Regions from separate parts of the Mus musculus genome. Here region 1 is linked to region 2. The links are chromatin contacts, called in public Hi-C maps. All regions are on one chromosome and are shown on one strand. Each heading gives the region's core, a stretch centred on a gene start, on an enhancer-like site or on the middle of the called end of the contact. The rest is flanking DNA. Distances are from core to core; before and after follow the strand shown.

The links. Hi-C and Micro-C count contacts between places; a contact is called where the count stands out from the background.
Region 1: a Hi-C map of uterus shows a contact between it and region 2, with 2.4 times the contacts expected there. The contact joins the promoter of Pde3a here to the enhancer-like site in region 2. A contact is called at or near these places in 2 of 39 promoter capture datasets (both in liver), 10 of 484 Hi-C or Micro-C datasets (embryonic fibroblasts, liver, muscle stem cells and 2 more), 1 of 115 datasets of contacts at active chromatin or transcription factors (neural progenitor cells) and 1 of 9 other capture datasets (adipose tissue).

What each region holds. Positions count from the first base shown.
Region 1 is chr6:141,246,265-141,252,279 of GRCm38.p6, reverse strand. Pde3a (phosphodiesterase 3A, cGMP inhibited) reads right to left here and starts at 3,011. Exons shown (of 16, transcript NM_018779.2): 1 at 1,737-3,011. The coding sequence starts at 2,690. Gm28523 (a long non-coding RNA gene) reads left to right here and starts at 1,625. Exons shown (of 2, transcript XR_378118.4): 1 at 1,625-3,103; 2 at 4,606-6,015.
Region 2 is chr6:141,159,645-141,165,834 of GRCm38.p6, reverse strand. No RefSeq gene overlaps it. Among named protein-coding and RNA genes, the nearest start is that of Pde3a, 87 kb to the left of the region's middle. Within about 2 kb of position 3,769, at least 9 of the 459 cell types and tissues checked have an H3K27ac peak or open chromatin away from gene starts, as enhancers often do. A contact at or near this core is called in uterus, where this site is marked.

The sequences.
Region 1 (6,015 bases), core at 1,762-4,261, 87 kb before region 2:
CAGAAATTTAATTTTGAGGGCTAAGTGGCATCACTGCAGAGTCAAATTACTTCTGATTCAATCCAGATTTTTCCTATAAGCTAGGCTTCAATGTTGGCAAGGACTACATCACATTTCCCTTTAAGTTAAAGACAAGTGTGTTGTCGGGTGTTTTTAATAGTCATACTTTCATTCAAAAACTCTCTCTCTCTCTCTCTCTCTCTCTCTCTCTCTCTCTCTCTCTCTCTCTCTCATCTATCTATCTCTCCTGCACCCATCGGTACATAACTTGTTATAACAATTTCCAAATTTCTATACAAACAAAGTGTCAGTCAGTGGCCTGTATTTTTCCCTTGACTCTTAGAACAGATTTAAACCCAGAAATATTTTTTCTGCTAAACAAAAAGTTAAATAAGTACATTTGTTTTACAGTAAGCGCAAGCATGCACTGCTGTCATCCAGTCCACAACATAAAGTCCACGAGCTATCCATCTGGGCAATCAGCTCCCTTTCTGAGACAACCCAACCACTCACACCATATGGTGGCTGATATATTTCTAAAGGATAGCTAACACTTATCCCTAGGATAACCCGAAAAGAAAACGCTTACTATATCATAGGGACAGCCTTTCAACCTGAAAGTCATCCTAAGGGGATCATGGGTAGGTATGAATTTAAGTAGAAAAAAAGTGCAAATTTCTATTTAGAGCGCAGAATCAGCTTTCCCAACCCCTTCAACAAATGTCAACCCTGGTGGAGAAAACTGAAGGAAAGAGCTTAGGTACAGCTTGTGTTTAAAATTGGAAATGGTTCTCCTAAAGTATGAAGGGTAAGTGTCCCATGACACTAAAGATGTTTGCAATCCCCTCCCCCAAATAATTACTGGGAAACTGCTGCACACACTTCACTCCGAATTCCACTCCCCCACCTCCTCCTTCCTCCAAGACACATATCGCTAGCAATCCTAAGAGAGTTTGGATCAATACTTCCTGCAAACCCTGAGGAAGTCTCTTGAATGTCTGCCTCTCCATTTGGGTGTATAAACGCCCACGAGGAAGGTTACTTTTCTGAATGAACAATAAAAGCATTGCGCCCAATTCTGTGCCATTCTAAAGTTCACACATAGCCCTAAAGTGTAAAGCCTCAGTTCAGAGTTCAACACAGTGCTGTGTAGCAACTAAAGTATATCTAAAAGCAGACTGGCTGCCATCTGATGCTGTGCCTCTAAACAAGAGTCACTGCGAAAACAGGAGTGCGAGTCCAGCCTCTGACCATCCAGGATGCCTGCCTGGCTACTGAAACTTCCTTACTAGTTTTTGTAACTGTTTACCTGGCACTTGATAAGAAAAAAAAATTATTATCTCTTTAAAGACACAGAAATATAGAAGACGCACGTGCTGAAAGCCACTTGCAATAAATAAATAACTTCCAAAAATTCAGGGAGGGCAGAAATGCTTCAAGAAACGCAGGGACTCAAAAACCAGGTGTAGGAGATTTGAAAACAGGGCCCAGCTGTGGAAGTCTGGGTAAGGCCACTCTGTTTTTTACTTTTTCCTGTTTTCTGTTGTTCTGGCTGTAAACTACTCCAAGGGACAGAGAACGGGCAAAAAAGAAAAAGAAAAAAGAAATCTTTCTTAGTACAGTGTAAAGTTTTACTGTTTGGCAGGCTGGCTTCCCGGCCGCTTGCGCCCCACTCCCTGCACTTTGACTGTTTCAAGTTTCCCAGGAGCAACCCCAAAGGCGCAGCCCCAGCTTACCTGCTCCCTGGGTATGCAGGGCAGGGAGGTCCTCCGGTGAGACTTGCCACTGCAGCCGGACATCTCGCCGGCCACCACCGAGCTGGACCGCCTCCTCCTCTTCCACCCCGGAATCTCTTCCTTGGTCCTCGCGCTCAACTGGGACCCAAACCGCTCCCTGGGCGGAGCCGGCCCGGAGCACTGCGGCAGGATCTGCTCGGCGTACCTGGCCAGCAGCAGCCCAAGCACGGCCGCCAAGTATGCCAGGTAAGGTCTCCAGGCGACCTTGAACCTCTCCAGAGAAACCAGGGCCACCGTCCTAAGCACGCTAGTCCAGGCGACCATGAGGACGCCCAGCCTCAGCCTCAGCACCAGCCATGTCGCGCCACCTAGGCAGCTGAGCAGGACCCCCGCGGCGGGCAGCGACAGCAGGCGACCGTCCCCCACGCCCAAGGAGAGCTGCACCAGCGCTTCCCCGGCGCAGCAGGCGGCCAACAGCGCGACGGCCAGAGGCAGGCGCACCCCGGCGCGCAGCAGGCACAAGCCCATCCAGAAGAAGGCGCACAGGAGACTGAAGAGCAGCGCGGCCGGCTGCAGCCAAGGGCTGAGCTGCGCGCCGCCCCCGGGAGCACCTCCCCGAGGGCCCGGGAAGACGCCCCCTCGGGCTCCTTCCTCCTCCTCCTCCTCGGCCGCCGCCTCCTGACTCTTCTCCAGCTCGCCTCCGACCTCCCCGCCGACCAGCCTCACCAGCAGCGCCAGCAGCACGGACAGGGAGCCCGCGCACAGCGCCGAGGAGAGTTGAGGCGAGCGCCGGAGCGGCTGCAGCGCCAGGGCTCTCCAACAACAGCCGGAGCCCCGAGGGGATGGAGAGGACTCGCCACGATGGCGGTGGTTCCCTCTTGCCACACGGGCGGGACTCGCCCCTCCGAGGCCCGGCTTGGCTAGGTCTTGGGCGGCCTCGCCCCGCACTGCCATGCTCTGCGGACAACCCCCACCCGTCCCACTCGCGCGTCCGCGCTCTTCTCGAGCCCACTCTCGGAATCACTTCTTCCGGATCTACGCGAAGTTTCAGCCTTGCAGAGAACTCAAGAGTGCGAGCTGAAGACTTCAAGTTGGCAGCTAGCAGGATCAGCCTTGGAATTTTCAACCCCCACTCCTCTCCTTTTCTCTTTCTCTCTCTCTCTCTCCCTCTCCCTCTCCCTCTCTCCTTTCCTTTCTCTCTTAAAAGTCCTCCGCTCCACCCTCAGCCAGAGTTTATACCCTGCGGGGTCTCTTCCTACTTCGGGATTTTAACACTTGCTCAACTCACTGAGTGCTCAGGGACCGCTGATGCTGAGGCAGGCTGGGGCACTGGGCGAGCTCAGGCCATCCTTGGGCGTTCAGGGACGGTAGGTGTCTGACCTCCCCTTCCCCCTTCCCTCACTCCCCCCCCCCCCGCAGCATATTCTCTTATTCATTCTCTCTCTCTCTCTCTCTCTCTCTCTCTCTCTCTCTCTCTCTCTCTCTCTCTCTCTCTCCCCTCTCTCTCCCTCCCTCCCTCCCTCCCCCTCCGTCTCCCCACTCCCTCCGACTCTTCCCTCTCCCTCCTCCCCTTTTTCCCCCTCCCCCTTTCTTTCTTTACCTCTCCCAATTTTCCTCTTTATCTCTCCTCTCTCTCGCCCGCTTGCTCTCCTTGGCGGACCTCACCCCACCCCCACCCCGAGCTTGGGCGATGCCCCAGGATGCAGACCCCTTGTTTTGCAGAGGTAGGAAGCAGAGCCTTCCAGCCTCTCTACCCAGTTCATGACAAAAAGTAGGATGAAAGGGAAGAAGGAAGGAAGGAAGGAAGGAGAGAGAGAGAGAGAGAGAGAGAGAGAGAGAGAGAGAGAGAGAGAGAGAGAGAGAGAGAGAGAAGAGAGGGGGAGGGAGGAAAGGAAGGAAGGAAGGAAGGAAGGAAGGAAGGAAGGAAGGGAGAGAGGAAGGAAGGAGAGAGAGAAGAACTGAGACCTATTGCAGAAGTTGCTAAGTTTCACCCAAGAACACAGTGTGAGGAGAGGCTGCAGTATCAGAGAGGAGGAGGGAGATCCGTGAGCTGGTGAGTAACCGGTAGGAACAGGAAGAAAGTGAGGCCCTTTTCTTGTTTTTCTTTAAATAATCATCTTTCCTTTTGATGCATGGTGGCTGCTGTTTTTGCAAGGGAGAAAACAGTGGAACTGAGTGCTTAAAACTCCAAGAGAGGCCTCTGCAGGGGCCACAGTTCTGCCTCTTGCTGGGTTTTAAGGGAACTCCCTAGGAACTCCCTAGGCTCAAGCATGGCAGTTATTGCTCAGGGCTGGACTACTCCATTTCTAGAGATGGGTCCTACCAGCTAAAGAGAGGGGGTGGGTGGGGGTGGTCCTGGCAGCCCTGATGCTGGGATTTGTGGATGGCTCTGAGGGATGAAAGCTTGCATGCTAGCTCATGTTCTTGAAAAATGGCACTTCTGTCTGAGCTTTTAACCAGGAGAAGATCCTGGGCATGAGAGTGTGCCCTCCCTCAGGATAGCTGGAAACCCATCTCAAAGGCTCATTCACACTCTGCTCCAGGTGGAAGGTCTGTTTGCCACAGAGAAGCCACGCCCATCTTTTAAAGCTACATTTTAATTATTTGTGTAAGTCTGTGTGAGAGATCACAAGACAACTCAAGGGAGTCAGCTCTCTCCTTTCCAAGGCCCAGAGGACTAAGCTAAGGTCTTTAAGCTTAATGGTAAACACCTTCCCTGCTACCCACTGAGACATCTTGAAGGCCCAAACATGCTTTTCTTAGTGTTTCTCTACCTCTACCTATTCTAGTCTATGGAAGAATCTCAGAGTTACCTAGTGCACAAAGCCAGTTTTTTTTTTGTTTGTTTGTTTGTTTGTTTTTCATACAGGCAGGAAATATAGAGTGAGAAGAATAAAAAGATGAGAAAGGAATAGAGAGATGGCTCAGCAATCAAGAGCCCCTACTGCTCTTTCAGAGAACCCAAGGAGTTCCCAGCACCCACATCTGGTGGCACAGAGCCACCTGCATTTAACTCTAGTTCCAGGGGATCTGATGCCCTCATCTGGACTCCACAGGTATCTGTACTCACACATATTCACACATAACAAACAAAAGGACAGACAGGCAGAAAGAAAACTTTTAAGTAATTTTAAAAGTCTATCTGGGAGTGCCAGGACATATAACCCCGGGATCTAGAAAGCTGAAACAGGAAAAGTGTTGGGAGTTAGAAGACAGCCTGCAAGACAAATGGAACACTGGGGGAAAGTGTATCCCTCTCCCCAACTCCAGAGCACAAGTATCCTTAGTCAACAGTTACTGTTTATGTGTGGTAAATTCTACTATTTGCTGAGCTTCCTCTGCAGAGCTAGGAAGCCCAGCTAGTGACACACACCCACAACAAACAAAATCCCTCCATTATTAATGATTTCATGATCACATACCACAGTGACCATGTGGCATTTAGAAAACCACGATGCTAACTTCATTGGCAGTCTATGCAAAAGAATTCCGGATCTGCTCAGTATATTCAAATGACATCAAAGTGTTGCTGGAATAAGAAGTGTCAACTCTTGCTCAGCTTGAATAGTGACTGACTGGGTGTCATTTGTCTCTCCCAAATAATAATAAACTGATGTTTGTCTCAATTATCTTGGTGCTTCAGGTTAAAGTGTGTTTATAGCTTGGAGGACTTGGGTAATTGGCTCAAAATGCCACTGTGTTTTGTGTGTAGCGAAAGAGCAATAAAATATTGCCAAGAGGAGATGGAGGAAATAAAATGGATTCATGGGGGCAGTGGGAAAACGTGGCTTATGTTGTAGATTCTTTTTTTATGGGAAACAGCCTACTGCAATCCCAGCTGGGCATTCACAAAGCCTTTAGGCAAAAAGGAACAGGAGCGGGTGTGACCAGGCAGCCAGCTCCCCTCTGTCACATGTCCAGAACTATGCCACTGCTCAGGAGCATGTGTTGGGCAGCTAGTCAACGGTGGCAGTGGCACCATCTGTCTAATAATTAAGGAAACAGGAGTAGCATCGCCTTTGCTGAAGAAACTCGAGCCCCCTAGCATGCACGCACACTTCCATGAGTTTCCATTTTACCCAAGATTCAGCTGCCAGAGCCTACCTGGGACCCTTGAAAGTGAAGAGCCTGCTGCCCCTTGGCATGGGGAAAGCACAGTAAATCAGAAATCTGAGCATATGTTGTAAAGCTTGCAGGGGGTCGGGGTGGGGGTAGAAGCAGAATTGGGGATGAAAGAATATTTCCATGTTTCTCCATCTTTGACGTCCACACCCATTTA
Region 2 (6,190 bases), core at 2,520-5,019:
ATGAAGTTGGATGTCTCTGCTGGTCTTCAGTATATGTTGGAATCCCAAAGAAGTAGGTTTTAAAACCAGACAAGGAACGAACTTCCCAGGAAAAGTGAGGGCAAGAAGGCTAAGAGCAAAAGCTCCCTTCTTCCACATCGTTTTATGTAGACTGCCACCAGCAGGTGCAGGCCACCTCAAAAGATCTCAGCTTAGGGTCAGTCTTCCCACGTCACATGATTCAATCAAGAAAAATCTCTCCAAGGTATATCCAGTCACTTGGGTTTGGTTAGTTCCAGATGTAGTCAAGCTAACAACAACGAATAGTATAGGAATACAATATAGAAAATTATTTATTATGTCACAAAATTCTAGATATTTTCAGAAGAAGGACACCTCCCCCCCCCGCAGGCAAGGGCATCTACAAGTGGAAAAATAACACATGTAAAATGTAAAATAAAAGAAACAAATTGTATTTAGAAACTATAGATTTGAAGTACTCAGTGTAAACTATATATTTGCGTACAGAGAGAGATGAAGTTGAAAACACAGATGAGAGTGTATGAAAAGGCTTTGTAATGCATAAAGTATTTACATTTCTCCAAATAGTTGATTAGATAGTAGCCAAAATTTTGAGGCTAGGAATTGCTAACCTATTTATACACTAAAAAACAATTTAGATTATGAACTGTGGAAAGAGAATCAAGGAGATTATCGGAAAGTGACTGTAGGGTTTGTAGAGATGGCTCAGTTGTTAAGAGCACTTGCTATTCTTGCAGAGGACCTAAGTATGGTTCTTAGCACCCTTACTGGGGGCTCGCCATGCCCTATGACTCTAATGCTAGGATTCTAAAGCCCTTTCCTAGCCTACTATAGTACTTAGTTGCACATATGCACACAAACATAGATACATACATCTACACAGAATTATAAATATTTTTTAAAGATTTATTTATTTATTTGTATGAGTACCCTGTTGCTGTCTCGAGACATACCAGAAGAGGGTATCAGATCTCATTACAAATGGTTGTGAGCCACCATGTGGTTGCTGGGAATTGAACTCAGGACCTCTGGAAGAGCAGCCAGTCAGTGCTCTTAACCACTGAGCCATCTCTCCAGCCCTGTTTTTTTTTTTAAGATTTAAATTATAAATATTTTTAAAGAGGCTGTAATGTTGAAGATCATTGCCTGAAAAATGAGATACATTTTAATGTCATGGTCTTAGTTGGTCCCTATAAGAGCATGGCTGATATTCTGGTGGTGGGGACAGGAAAACTGATCATTTGGACCTGAGTTATGTAGGACATTAAAGGAGCTATTTAACATGAGATACATGACTTAAAAGAGGGAGGCCTTATCCATTCCAATACTGGTTGTGAGAGCACTAAAAATAAAACCGTTTTCAAAGAAAAACTTAAAGTTTATAGTTTTACTTATAAAAAAATTATTATGCATTGTCCAAGTAGATAAAAAATGATAATTTTCTGCTTGGCCTAGTTGGCTTGAGTTCTACAAGTTAGAAAAGAGATTAATAAACTGACAACTGAATTTATAGCTTTTAACATGTGCTTGACCTAAGTTGCTTGGGCTAATGACCTCACCTTTTTGGACTGGACTCTCACCCAGTTCCTGAACCCCAGAGGGTTGACAGCTTGCACAACATTTTTTTCCAGTCTTCTCTGTTGGGATGTTACCATGTGTTTTTTTTCCCTCTGTTACTCTCAAGAGTTTTATTCCAACTTCTGTCACTAATAGCTCAGTTGCTTGACTGAGATATTCCTAGCTATTGTCTCAGAAGCTATTGGAAGTACAGAAAAGACAAGGTGAATAAGGACCCTGATATAGCTGTCTCTTGTGAGGCTATGCCGGGGCCTAGCAAACACAGAAGTGGATGCTCATAGTCAGCTATTGGATGGAACACAGGGCCCCCAATGGAGGAGCTAGAGAAAGTACCCAAGGAGCTAAAGGGAACTGCAACCCTATAGGTGGAACAACAATATGAACTAACCAGTACCCCGGAGCTCTTGACTCTAGCTGCATATGTATCAAAAGATGGCCTTGTCAGCCATCATTGGAAAGAGAGGCCCATCGGTCTTGCAAACTATATGCCTCGGTACAGGGGAGCGCCAGGGCCAAGAAGTGGGAGTGGGTGGGTAGGGGAGTGGGGGGGAGGGTATGGGGCCTTTTGGGATAGCATTGGAAATGTAAATGAGGAAAATACCTAATTTAAAAAAAAGAATTATTCCTGGGTTTGGGATGGGTACTGTTCAGTGATAAAGCAGGAAAGATTGTGGAAAATATCCTGATCCCTAGAACATATATGACTGTGAGGAGCCGCCCTCACATTTGCCATTATAAGATGGCGCTGACAGCTGTGTTCTAAGTGGTAAACATAATCTGCACACGTGCAGGGGCAGTTTTCCCGCCATGTGTTCTGCCTTTCTCGTGATGACAACTGGGCCGATGGGCTGCAGCCAATCAGGGAGTAATACGTCCTAGGCGGAGGATAATTCTCCTTAAAAGGGACGGGGTTTTGCCATTCTTTCTCTCTCTCTTGTTCTTGCTTTTTCTCTCTCTCTCTTGCTTTCTTGTTCTTGTTCTTTTTCTTGCTCTTGCTCTTGCTCTCTTGCTCTCTGGCTCCTGAAGATGTAAGCAGAAGATTCCGGTTTGTTGTGTTCTTCTTGGCCAGTCGCGAGAACGCGTGTAAGATATGACTGCTGGGAGGGTATGGTGGACCACCGGTAATTCTAGACTTGGAAAGCAAAGATGGAGCCCCAGCATAAGCTTACTCTAGAGACTAGTTATGCCCACGATTTCTAGGTTTGATGGAGAGGTATATATGCACATATGCTTCTACATACCTGTGTCCATACATACATATGCATATCACAAAGAGACACATATATGCATGTGTATGTGCAAAAATGGGGGGAAATAATTCTTTTAGATTCCCTAAAGTAAATCTCTGAAGCTGCACGGGCACACCCACCACACAACTGAAGCAACAACGCTCCTGCTGCAGTGCTCGCAGACACTTGGAAAATTGTTTCCTCTGTGTACTGGAATCACACTGTAGGGCAGCCGAGCTTTCTGAAAACATTGAAAATTAGAACTAGTTACTCTAAAGCTCACTGATGAAACTGAAAGCAATTGGAGGCAAAAGCCCACATGAAAGCTGCTGGATTTGGCCATCTGTGTTCCTTCAACCGCAAGTGATACACTCACGCACAGACTCACATAAAAATAAAGCTTGAAGATGTTAACATGTAAAGATGTGTATAATAGACCTAGTTTCTGGATATTAGCACAATGATGACATTATTTTTATTTATTAGCTCTTTTTTTGTCTTCTATGCTATTTCTGGCGTGTATAAATACCTGTTACATGGAGACATCGAATATCTGTTGAATAAACAAATGCAAGAAGCATTAAGACTTCAAACTACAGCACCAAGTTCGTGACTTCATTGTGTGTGTAAAAAAAAAAAAACAGCGAAAATGCACAACATTGAAAGTTGGAGTTTTATCATTTCTTAGGCACTAATCCACATTCCCTATATAGGAAATGCTAAACAGGAAGTCATGTCCCAAATTGAGCTAGCCTGGGCAAGTCCAAGAAGAAAGGGGCTATGGGAAGAAAAACAAGTGTGAATATCAACAGGAAAGGATAGATAACTAGTGAGCACACAGAGCTTTAACCCATCACAGAGAAGCTAGCTATGGCCTGAGTGCAGCAGTCATTGTGTCCTGTTTCCTAAGGTCCTCCCACAGCTGTACACTCCTGTGTAGTCTGACTGGGGGAGCTATGAGTCAGGTGTCCTACCCCACAGTCTTAGTCTTAACTACAGATGTTTGAGAATGGAAAGTCCTCCCGTTCTTGGTGTCTGAAGACAGCCCTGCTGGGATACACCCCACCCCTAAACCTTGAATCACTTATTTTATGAAGAGGGTGTAAACAATTCTGTTCTGCACTGTAACAAAAGCTAGATCTCCTTGTGAAAATTTGCTGATGATGTCTGGCCAGATGGCTTTTACATCCTGCATTTCCGCCCTGTGCTGAGCTTTGATGATCCTCAGCTGCACAGGCCCCATGGTCTGCTTAACTTTTTCCCAGAGTGCTGTCAGCTGGGAAAAATGATTCCTTGTGGATTAAACACTGGACGAGTTATTTTATATAATTGTGTCCAGAGAGCAAATTTAAATGAACAAGAATAATGACTGAGCAAACCTTCATAAAGTTCAAATTTAGCATAGGATGACATGTTTTATATTTGTTGTTGTTCTTGCTGCTGCTGCTACTGCTGCTCAATGCCTTCTGCCAGTAGGATGGCTCAGTGGGTAACTGCACTTGCGGCCAAGCCTGATGACCCGAGCATCTGAATTCTATCCCTGGGAACCACATGATGGAAGGAGAGAACCAAAGCCCATAAGTTATCCTCTGACCTCCATACATCTAACATAGGACTCAGGCACACATGTGCTTGCACATGCACACACACACAAAACACAAAATTTAAGTTTTTAAAATTTCTCATCAAAAACTTGTGATTAAAGATAGTAAATATTTTATTTATTATAAATAAATATATGAAAACAAATATATTTTGTATGTATCCATAGGTCATACATGTGTTAGTTGGATAGGTGTTCTGCTTACATATATTTCCATGTGCCACTTGCATGCCTGGTGCCCATGAAGGACAGAAGAGGGCATTGGATTCCCTGGAAAAGTTATGGAATGAGGGTGCCATGAGGGTGCTAGGAATCAAATCTCAGTCTTCTGGGAAAGTTGCAAGCACTCTTAACAGCTGATCTATCACTCTAGCCCTAATATTTATTATCTTTATATTATGCATCATTAACAATAATTACTGATAGCTGACCTGTTTTATATATTCAATTAATGAATATGTATTGTTCATATGTAAATCTATCAACATAAGCGATTAATGTAATTGTTATATGCTTAGTGGCGGACAGGATAAATTGTTTTTAGAAATGTCTGTCTTTTAAAATCTTGTTCCTATTACTTTTTCTGCCCCAGGTATCAAGAGTCACTTTGTCACTTGAGCACAGTTAGCATGCGTTTTCAGGCAGCAGATGCCTGGTCTTACAACATTCTCTCTCCTCCCTGCTTTCTCCAGAATCATCAAGGAATGTTTTTAAATTCCAGAACTATTTCTCTCACCCATCCCACCCAGTTCCTTGGTCCTTGGGAGAGATGATGTCGTCTTCTATCATTTGCTGCTTCCTTGACTCTTTGTCCCCTGGGCACGTGCTGCTGTCTGCAGTGACGCATCACTTCCAAGAAGGGCCCTGAGTGCCATCTGGCTCCCACGGTGTAGCTAAAACCAGTGGGTATCAGTTCACAAGAAGTTCTTAAGAACTATGGGAGAAAACATCAGAATGTTTACACTCTGGGAACCATCCACATATCAGCACACACACAAATCATTGAAACCAGACTGAACAGGGTTGCTGTCTGTATTGTTACACCAAGTATCATACACTGATGATTCTACCATCCCTCCCTTCCTCTTCCCCTCCTTCCCTCCCTCTGTGTTCCTACCAAAAAAGAAAAAACAAACAAACAAACAAGACAATTATTTTAAGTTGCACCACAAAAGTAGGCTATCAACCCTTCCCAAAATAGGATAAAAATAGCTCTTTACATTTATTTATTCATATCTCTCTCTGTCTCTCTCCCCCCTCCTCTCCCTCCTTTTCCATTCCCCTCCCTCCCCTCCCTCCACTCTGCTCTCTCTTTCTTTCTTCTCTCTTCTCTCTTCTCTTCTCTTCTCCTCTCTTCTCTTCTCTTCTCTTCTCTTCTCTTCTCTTCTCTTCTCTTCTCTTCTCTTCTCTTCTCTTCTCTTCTCTTCTCTCCTCTCCTCTCCTCTCCTCTCCTCTCCTCTCCTCTCCTCTCCTCTCCTCTCCTCTCCTCTCCTCTCCCCTCCCCTCCCGCTCCCGCTCTTGCTCTGTCAGGGATGAACTCACTTCCTAGTCCTCATGAGGCAAATGCTCTACCACTGAGCCACATTCCCAACTACAGTGAACTCTAGTGTTTAAAGAGCCACATTTACTATCATCAGCATCTTTATTGCAGAAGGGGATACTGACCTCTCCATGAGTCTGCATCATCTCTACATCAGGAAAACAATGCTCAGCTTTGAAATAACATTGGCTCCCATCATGCTCCGTTCCACTCACACAC